2 separate regions of the Drosophila melanogaster genome follow, and region 2 is linked to region 1. A link is a contact called in public Hi-C data. All regions are on one chromosome and are shown on one strand. The core of a region is the stretch at or near the end of the contact, and the rest is flanking DNA. Distances in the headings are between cores, read along the strand shown. Region 1 holds the start of Arp2 (Actin-related protein 2). Region 2 holds the start of Rok (Rho kinase).

What was found. Hi-C and Micro-C count contacts between places; a contact is called where the count stands out from the background.
Region 2: a contact with region 1 is called in a Hi-C map of the Kc167 cell line, with 2.6 times the contacts expected there. The contact joins the promoter of Rok here to the promoter of Arp2 in region 1. A contact is called at or near these places in 6 of 107 Hi-C or Micro-C datasets (the D17-c3 cell line, the Kc167 cell line, the S2 cell line and 1 more).

The regions. Positions count from the first base shown.
Region 1 is chrX:16,552,046-16,556,823 of dm6, reverse strand. Arp2 (Actin-related protein 2) reads left to right here and starts at 2,873. Exons shown (of 7, transcript NM_001103531.2): 1 at 2,873-3,043; 2 at 3,266-3,480; 3 at 4,374-4,484. The coding sequence starts at 3,433. It overlaps Pp2B-14D (Protein phosphatase 2B at 14D), which reads left to right. Exons shown (of 1, transcript NM_001258786.3): 1 at 1-2,197.
Region 2 is chrX:16,634,283-16,639,003 of dm6, reverse strand. Rok (Rho kinase) reads left to right here and starts at 1,590. Exons shown (of 11, transcript NM_001298407.1): 1 at 1,590-2,576; 2 at 2,643-2,782. The coding sequence starts at 2,721. RpS19a (Ribosomal protein S19a) reads right to left here and starts at 1,110. Exons shown (of 3, transcript NM_001298409.1): 1 at 1,077-1,110; 2 at 701-771; 3 at 1-598. The coding sequence starts at 771. The coding sequence ends at 199.

The sequences.
Region 1 (4,778 bases), core at 1,624-4,123:
TTGCAATATGTGCCGCAATAGTCCATAAATGTTCCTTATACGAATTAAACATTGAAAGTGAAATCAGAGTTTATTTTTTTTTTTTTAAATATATACTTAAATATATGTATATGTATTATTGTTGCATAATCTAACTTTTGACTTAATATGTTACATTTTACGTGTACGACTGTGTGTGTATAACTAACTATTTGCGTTTTATCAGTAGCTTGGCGAACAAAAAACAAAAAACAAAAAAAAACCAACCAAATGGCAAAAGCAAAAGCAAAGAAAAAGCAGCAAAAATCCATAAGAGATCACACAAGATGATAATCGTTGTTTGAGGATCACAGTCTAGCTAATTAATAAATTGATGAATAGGATCGATCGATTTCCATTGATGTGAATGCATTTTGAACACTGAAAGAACGGATCGTTTACCATTTAAATAGCAAATCAAATATTTAACTATTAAATTACTGTGTAAACCTAATAACGTATAATATATTTCTGCGTGTAAATTGAACTAAACGATTAATTAATTAACTAATTTAGCGAATCGATTTTTGTTGAGAGAGAAAGAGCGCTAGCACACACACACACACAAACACAAAACTTATTTTCCTTGACTTAGTATGAGCTAATTGCAATGAGATTAAGCGAATGAGATGTATTTAAGTAAGTATAAGGCATGGCACACACATGAGAAACGGATGAGTTTCGGCGTTTCAGATCAATTCAATGATAATGATGGCAATCAAGTTCTCAATTTGCGCCTACACCTCTTCCCAAAAACCGATGATATCAGCTTCTCCTTTATCACTAATCACAACCACTATCAATGCGAAATCAAAAGCTATAAGATATACCACATACATACTCACGCAAGAAATGCCTTCATCGAGATCATATTATCCACGAACCAAGAATATTAACGCTGTACTTTTGCTTCGACTCTTCAACCACCAATAATTGCATTGAACTCTAATCTAAATATTTATACAGATATATATATATATTATATACCGAGTTGGCATTGGAAAACAGTTAGTTTTAGTGATCTATGCACGTATCGTAACAATACCAAGATTAATTAAATCGTAGCTAAAAGAAACAAATCAAGGATGAGGCGGCAGTCGCAGAGTTTCCCTCTTAGCTTTTATAAAAAAAAAAAAGATGGAGAAATGGAAACAACTTACTCAACTAATTGAGAGATACACCATATTTATATAGATATATATATAGCGTTTTTTTTTTTTGTTAATCCTCCACCACAACTATATAATTATTGAAAGTTGATGAAAGCTGTTGGGCCGTTTAAGTTTCAGAGTTTCTGTTCTATATGTGGTTAAAATTGTTAATGTTGTTACACCGCAAATGCATACTTAGTTAGTTAGTCGAGTGAAATGGGAGTTCCCCCAAATCACATTTAATTGCAATAGTCTCGAGTATTGAACGCCAAGAACACCAATTCCATAGAATGATTGTATACACTCAGAAAATCAATCGGCATTTATGTTCGAAAATCGCCGCAAATATTTTCAACAAGTATGGGTTTTTACGGATTTAAAATAATGAAATTGAAAACTAAATTCCATATTGTTAGGCTATAAACAAATGTTTCTATTGATGGACAACATTTCAGGTATAATTTTTGAAAAACAACAAATATTTATTTCAATTGTTAATACCAAAATACGCATAGGTCAACAATTAAGTTTTAATTTTTTTTTTTTAATATAGTTTAATTATCAAAGAACTATACATTTTAAGCCATTAAACGTAGGCAATATTCAGATAATTTTCTGAAATAAATTAATTGTAAATTTTGGATTCTCTTAGGGCGATTTGCATTCCGAGTGTATCAAGAGCCATGGTAAATAATAAAGCTAAGAAGTATTAATAATTCTACACTATGTATGACTAACAATACATTTGCTTAGTTCCCTCGATAAAGAAAGTACATAACTATTGCATGAGGCATAGGCAAAACTTCCTGGCACATAGTAAAAGTAAATAATTGAATAGAACGGCTGAGGAGGAGATGAGTAGATTTTGATAATATGTACGTCAAGACCATGCCAACATACTTATGGGAACTATTTAAAAAGCATTAAAACGTTCAATATAACACATAATACCCAGACAAAAGCAGAATCAAAAAATGCGGGAACGAGACGGCTGCATGGTATATACATACATATATAAGACATTTCGCCTCTTAAAGCAATTATAAAGATAACAAATGAGTAACGTTTATTATATTATTAAATTATACATACATATACATACTATATAAACGGAATAAAATAAATCAGCAACAAACTTTCCATTTTATGGCGTTCGATCACTTAACTTTTTATCCTTGGGAGCAGTATTGTCAAGTTATCATTTTTCTTCTTAATTGCTTAAATTACAATTCTTTAAATACATGCATGTATTCAATGATGGCGCCAAATTTTGAACCTGTTTTAAGTCTTAATTCAAGAATATTTTTCCAAGTATGAGAGTGAACGAGAGGCAAGAGCGCAAACGAAAAATACCAGAAATCAATGTGAGTATTTTGAAATTTCAGCAATTGCCGAATTGGTTTTTCAAATAGATGTGATTAGTTGTTAAATTGCCAAATCTTTAATCCAATAATTTAATTAATAAAGTCTTAATTGAATTGAAATTGTTTTGTGTAAATCCTGTGCAAGTAACATATATTACTAATAAACTTGTATTTTTTAATCTTTTTTAAATTGTTAAAAGTGGCACACAGACTAGTAAACTTAATTAACAAATTTGTAAAATAATAAAAAAATATAATTGGATCTAGTATCTAAACGGTTCTGGTATTTATTTTCGGTGTTTTGTACGCTTCAGTCCAACGCCGATAGTATCGAATATGCATCTATTTTTATTCAACTCTGGGGAGTAACGAGGGAGTTTTTGTACAGCAGTATAACTAAATTATAAGTATAAATAGTCGATAGCGGCAAACTGTTTCGGCCTAAATTTAATTGCGAGTCTAAATTAAGAGTTCAATTCCCAATAACCGCCAAACGAAGCGGCGATAAACGTAAGCGATAGAGTGGCGAAGAGAGCAAGGTTCCCGCCCGCGTGTTGTGAGAGTGTGCGAGTGGAAGAGGAAAGTGTATGATTAAGTACAATCGCTCTCCGGCGGTCCAAATACAAAAAAAGCCGAAAAGGAATCAATTAACAGTAGTGCTCAACAAACGGCCCAGGAAGTCAACAGGAAAGGCGATTGATGTGCAATATTTTGTTTGGTTTTATCGAGCAGAGGCGCTGCGAGCTGTGATTTCAAACCGAATCACAACCAACACCCAAAAAGGCAACCTGGTCGCGTCATCAGTGGAAGTGGAAAGGCAGTTGCCACAGCAGAGGCAGAAGCAACGGGAGTAGCAGAAGCAGTGGTTTTCCAGAGATCCGGTTTTGAGTCCTTCAAGCATGGACAGCAAGGGTCGAAATGTTATCGTCTGTGATAACGGCACTGGGGTAAGATAACGGGAAAGTCACCACCCGCACCGCCCACATCACCCACAAGCGGTGAAAACAGAGCGCACACACCCACACCATCACCAACGACTGGTGTGTGACACACATTTCGAGTGTTGTTGGCTGCGCTTCTTTCGTTTTCTTCTTCTTGTGGACTAAGCAGCGCTTCTGCTGCTGCTGCTTATTTCACTGCTTGCTGGCCAGCGGGCGTTGACGTCGCGGTTAGTCAAGCAGTTGCAGCAGTTGCAATTACGCGATTGCCTCTTCCTCTCCTTTATATTCCGCTTCCCCACTCTTCTTCTTGCTCTCCGCTTGACTAATCAGTGGATTACTCACGATTCCAGCGTTACTCAGTATCTCCCACACCTACATATTTGTCGAAAGAGCGACACTGGCACACACCAACACTTCCATAAAATTTCCGACAATCAGTTCTTATCGCAGGCCCAGAATTTTTGTATTGTGATAACGGTCCGATTTCGATAAGCGTCCGATAAACCACAACAGTAAAAGCGCAAGCAAATGCTGCACCGAGAAAAATGATTTAGCTGGTCCTAAACCAAATAATCAAAACTAATTCAAAAATTTTTGTTTTGTGATAACGGTCCGAATTCGATAAGTCACAGCAGTAAAAACGCAAGGAAATGCTGCACCGGGAAAAATGATATAGCTGGTCTTAAACAAAATGATTAAAAATAATTATTTATTATTATTATGTGCAATTTTTAAGTACCTGTTGATACAAAAGCATTTTAAATTATCATATTACGTGTTAGGGCTTAACTCAAATAATAATATATGTACATATGTCGGCTGTCATATTATTTTAATGTGTTTCCACATACACCATAATATAAATATATGTATTTATGACATCTCCATTTATTTTTCAGTTCGTTAAGTGCGGATATGCCGGCAGCAATTTCCCCACCCACATTTTTCCCTCGATGGTGGGACGACCCATGATTCGGGCGGTCAACAAAATCGGCGATATCGAAGTCAAGGTATGATCCATCGTACTTACCAATTAAAGTATCTAAAATTAATTAACAATATGATGAGATAGTACAACCATATACACTACACAAATTCAATTGTGCACAGGCCATCAAATACACGAATATCCATATATTATATCATTTTTTTTTTCGATGTAACTACTCCATGACTAGTTAAACGGCAAGAAATACATTTAGCGCATAGAAGTTCACTATCCACCAAATTACCCACCATATTTTTTCACCCCTAACCCATCTGATTTTGGAGTGGAATTGCTCTATTTTCTATTCTGTCTATTA
Region 2 (4,721 bases), core at 341-2,840, 83 kb before region 1:
CATTGCCAAGAGGAGCTATTCTATTCCCCTGTTTACAGACCGCATAAAAAATGTTTCTAGCATTCGAAGAACGCATGTTTCGTAGACTTTTACAAATTGTGGTTGGTTTTATTTTCTCATCTCTCTCGTGCAAACAAAAAGCGCTTACAATAGAAGTCTAAAAATGCGTTTTTTAGAATTCGAAGGGGCGCCGTGTGATTACTTGGAAATAACAATGGGCCCGGTCTGCTTGGCGGCATCGCGCTGCTTGAACACGATCTGGTTAGCAATACGGTCCAGATCACGCTGTCCAATGGAGCTCAGTTTGCGACCACCGTCCGGGTGCTTCTCGACCAAACGGGCGTGCTCCAAGGCCTGCAGAGCCTTGCGGGCAGCACCGTCGGCGGCGCGGCAGAAGTGCGAGGGGTGGACACCGTTGCGCTTGCGTCCGCCGTAGATCTTGGTGATCGAACCGACTCCAGCGGGACTGCGGTGGTACAGATGGCGCAGGATCGAGGCGCAACGCACATAGAACCAGTCGGGATCGTAGGGCGCCAGCTCCTTGAATTTGGCGGTCTTGACGATGTCCATCTGGTCGGGCACCTTCAACTTGCCAGTCCTATTTGGTTTTTTTCGTGTTTTTTTTTTTTTTTTTGGGGGGGGATAAACAAATGGATTGTGAGGTTATGTGGTGGAAATATACTTGATGTTCAGTACTCACTTCTTCAAGAAGACGGCGACCGCCTTGGTAACCGCGTGCTGGTCAATATCCTTCACTGTGACGCCTGGCATCTGCGGGCAGAACGGGAAAAACAAATGGGGAATCTATTACAATGCTGCCAAAAACACGTTGTCGCGATTTCCACGATTCTCTCACAGACACACTCTTTCTCTCTCTCTCTCTCCCTCGCACACACACATGCACGGGCACAACAAAAAATTGCCAGCCGAAGTTTTAACCCGAAAAAAGCTGTCCTTTCGTGTTTACGGCCGGCCCATTGTGTCATTTGCCACTTGGCGTGGGCTCTTTCATTGAATTTCACCCATTCAAAACATAAAAAAAAAGATAATTCACTTGAAAAGAATTCGTGCACAACCTTTCTCGTTAAAGTCAACCGGAAAAAAGAACAAGGCGCGTGAAGTTGGCTGCGGTTAATAGTGCTGGGCCTGCCACCAGCAATAGTATCGATTAATCGAATGCCGGCGCGGCGAACTATCGAAGATTCGGTTAATGATACTCTAACACGTATGTGTTCAATTTATAGTTATTTTTAAAAATATTTAAATTAATGAGCACACCAAGATTATATTATATATTACTTGGCATTTGAAGACCTTGTCTAAACATGCATTTTCGTATTAGTATATTTTCAATGTGGGCAAAGAATGCGTAGTACAATTCATATTTTGCTGTATCACTTTATTCATAAATAACTGCTTTTTATTTTGTTAGCAACCGATTTACATAACTATTCATGAAGCTAGTTTCTGAGTCTATCGAATAACAAGCGGCCCATCGATGACGCAGACAACCGATATTGCCGCAGCACCATCGCCATTTGGAGCGCCACCTGTTGGCCCTGGTATATTCTGGTATTTTCATCGGCGCCTAGTGACTTCGATACTTCAACTTCGATATGTAAACACAATTGCCATCTCTACCAGCACCGAGCCGAAATAAAATAAGTGCAACGCGCAGCGTCTAATTGAAACCAAATTGATCTATTTGGCCGCGGCCGAAACTGGACATTCGCAATTTGGGCGGTCAGCCGCCCCCGTCCCGTCCCGCCCCCCCGTGCGTTTCCCCCGCTGCCGACGGACAGTACGTCGGTGTGACGCACATCGGTGTGTGCGCGCGTGTGTGTGTGTCTGTGAAGCGCCTTGTTATTGTTGTTGTAGCGCTTGCTACGTTCGCCGTTCGCAGTGCACTGGTGTGCGTGCGCTCGTGTAAGTGTGTGTGCACAGAGGTATCGTTGGAATTAACAAAAAAATAGAAGAAGGAAAAAGCTACTTGATTGGGGCACACAAAAACCAACAACTCAAAAGGCCGAGAAACAAAAGCCCACCTTCAACACCACCAATCCGCCGCATTCGACACATTTTGGCCAGGTTTTTGGCCACAAGTGTTGACACAACTGTTGCATGCCAAGCGGACTGCGGACAATAATCCCCGTTCCCTTGTTTACCCAACAATCCATCGTGGTCAACGTGATCATCCTGGTCATTACGATCCCATTTGCACAGGAAGTAAACTAGATTGATAGCATTTTCCGGGAATCGATAGCACACCTGCCTGCCGTGTGGGAAACGCACCTGGGAACGCCCGGGTGCTCGGCTGCGTCCGCATGTGGCGTTGGCGGCACTCCACCAAAAGAAGCCAGCGCCAAGTGCCCAATCCCCATACCCATACCCATTCCCATTCCCATCCCCATCCGTATTCGATTGGCGTTCAGTGGCAGCAGTTAGCCAGAAATCCAACGAAACACTCGTGACCTCATCGCCAGCAAACAGCAAACAACTAGCGCTTGACGCGTGCCTCCTCTCCTCATTACTATTAGCATTCCCAGCATAGACAGACGTCCAACAACTCCTGGCAGGTAAATGTACAATATAAATATGTGTACCCCGAAGAGAACTCTGTTAAACCCTTGCTTCGCTTTCAGTTGCAGCACAGGAGCAGCAGTTGACCAACAGGAAGCAGCAGCTGGAGCAGCAGTATCAGCTTGTTATCTTGCATTTGCATGCCAGCTGGACGAGAAACTGTGACCAAGCAGCGCAGCATGGATGTGGAACGAAGGCGCCGGTGAGTGCACGAGATGGCGGCCCAAAAGCGACTGCTCCACTCAATTAATTGTCACCTGAATGGCAGCATCAGCAGCAGCAGCAGCAGCAATAGCAATAGTAGAAGTCGAAGTAGAAGTAGAAGTGGCAGTAGCCATCGCACAGATACGTGCGATTTGTACAGACAGATTTGTGATTTGTTCAACTGACCAAGCCAAGCAGGCAGCTAAGCAGCTAACCAGCTAACCACCTAACCAGCCAACTAGCCAGCTAGCACAATTCAGCGCAAGCCAAACGGGCCTGGCCAAAACAAATCAAAAAGTAATACACCGCTGGCAAACACCTTCCATATCTCATGTTCAAAGCGACAGCGCGGCAATCAAATTGACAAGCGAGTGAACAAAACGGGGGGCGACTTTATAATAAATTTGCCATTTTCGCATTAAAATTTGTAACCAAACCAAAAAGAAAAAAAACCAAAACGAAAACGAAAAGCGAACTAAAACGAACGCACAGTGGCTGATGCCGCCGTTTGTCAGTTGCAGGCGTCGCGTTGCATCGGCTGCATCGTTTGCATCGTTTTGGGCCAAAAAGGTAGAATAGATAGCCAGCACCACGCCGGTTTCTTCCATTGGACAGTAGACGGTATAGGGCATGGGGACATGGCTAATGCCCGCCGCCCTCCATTCGTGCGAGCCGGAACGGTACGTTGTTCTCATCTCCACGCTCCTAGCATTCAGCATTCAGCATCCAGCTCTCAGCTACCAGTTGTCGTCCTGGTTCGCTTGCATTCCAAATTCCGAGAATACAATTTGCCCAGCAATTCCGCAGCGTCGAGTATGCATATAAATACTTAAATTTAATTACCCATCCCCACTCGGTATCTGCTGTAAGCAGTCATAAGCGAAGCAAACGTTAAGGCATTTGCGTACTAACAATGGCCAATTGCAATGCGCATTTGGTTATAAAAGCCGAACAGTTCCTTTGTGCTGCCTGGGCAAATAATTAATTAGAATTAATAAGGTGTGAAGAGATTCTGCAACGCAGATGCAGTACCACTCTCTATCTCTGTGTGTTGAATGTGAAGCGTTCAATTTGTAAAAACTGGCAGATCGAATTTGGCGACGTTGTATAAATTAAGTTGAAAATTATATTGTCTATAGGTGACGATAATGTTGTCGTCGTCGTCGTCATCGTCGTCGTTGGTTATTATGTATTATTATTGCCGTTGTTGTTGTCAATAATGTTGCTCATAATTATGTTGTTGTTGCCATTTTGCCGCTTTGGCCAAATCGAAATCAACAGCGGCAACGAAAATTCATCGCAGCATTTTTGAAAATTCCACTTTCCCAAGTTGTTTGCTTTTGTGTATGGTGTGTGTGTGTGCTGCTATTACCCGCTGCTTGAGCGTTTTGTTTTTGGCTTTTCTGTCATGCCGTAAGTGGCGATGATGAAATCACAACAATTCAAACACCTTTTAGTATCAATTTTTAGCGCCGACTGTCATCGCAGTTTGCCTGCTCCTGCATCTGAGTCTGACTTTTGCTTGCTGGGCACCGAAATTCGATTCCCAATCGCTGACAGACTGACTCCGCATCTCCGACATCTTGCATCTTGCTAATTGCACATAAATCTTGGTTACGGGAATTAGTTTTTGACCGGAAAATGCCTTTAAATTTAGAAATTCAGAACCAACGCACTGGCAGGCCAAATTTAATTGTTTCATTCTTTGCCGAATATGTAGTTTAATTTGCCGAGAAATTCCATTTGAAAGAGCGCTTTTCCCATGCTCTAGTAACCTCGTATGCAAATACCTAATTGTTATAATTAATTTTCTATATATTTACATTCGCAAGATTTTATTTTCCATGATTTATGTACATACATACACTCTCCGAAGAATGAACCTTACCTTTTTGTTTACATTCAAAAGTAAATAAGCAATTTGTATATTCTTAATA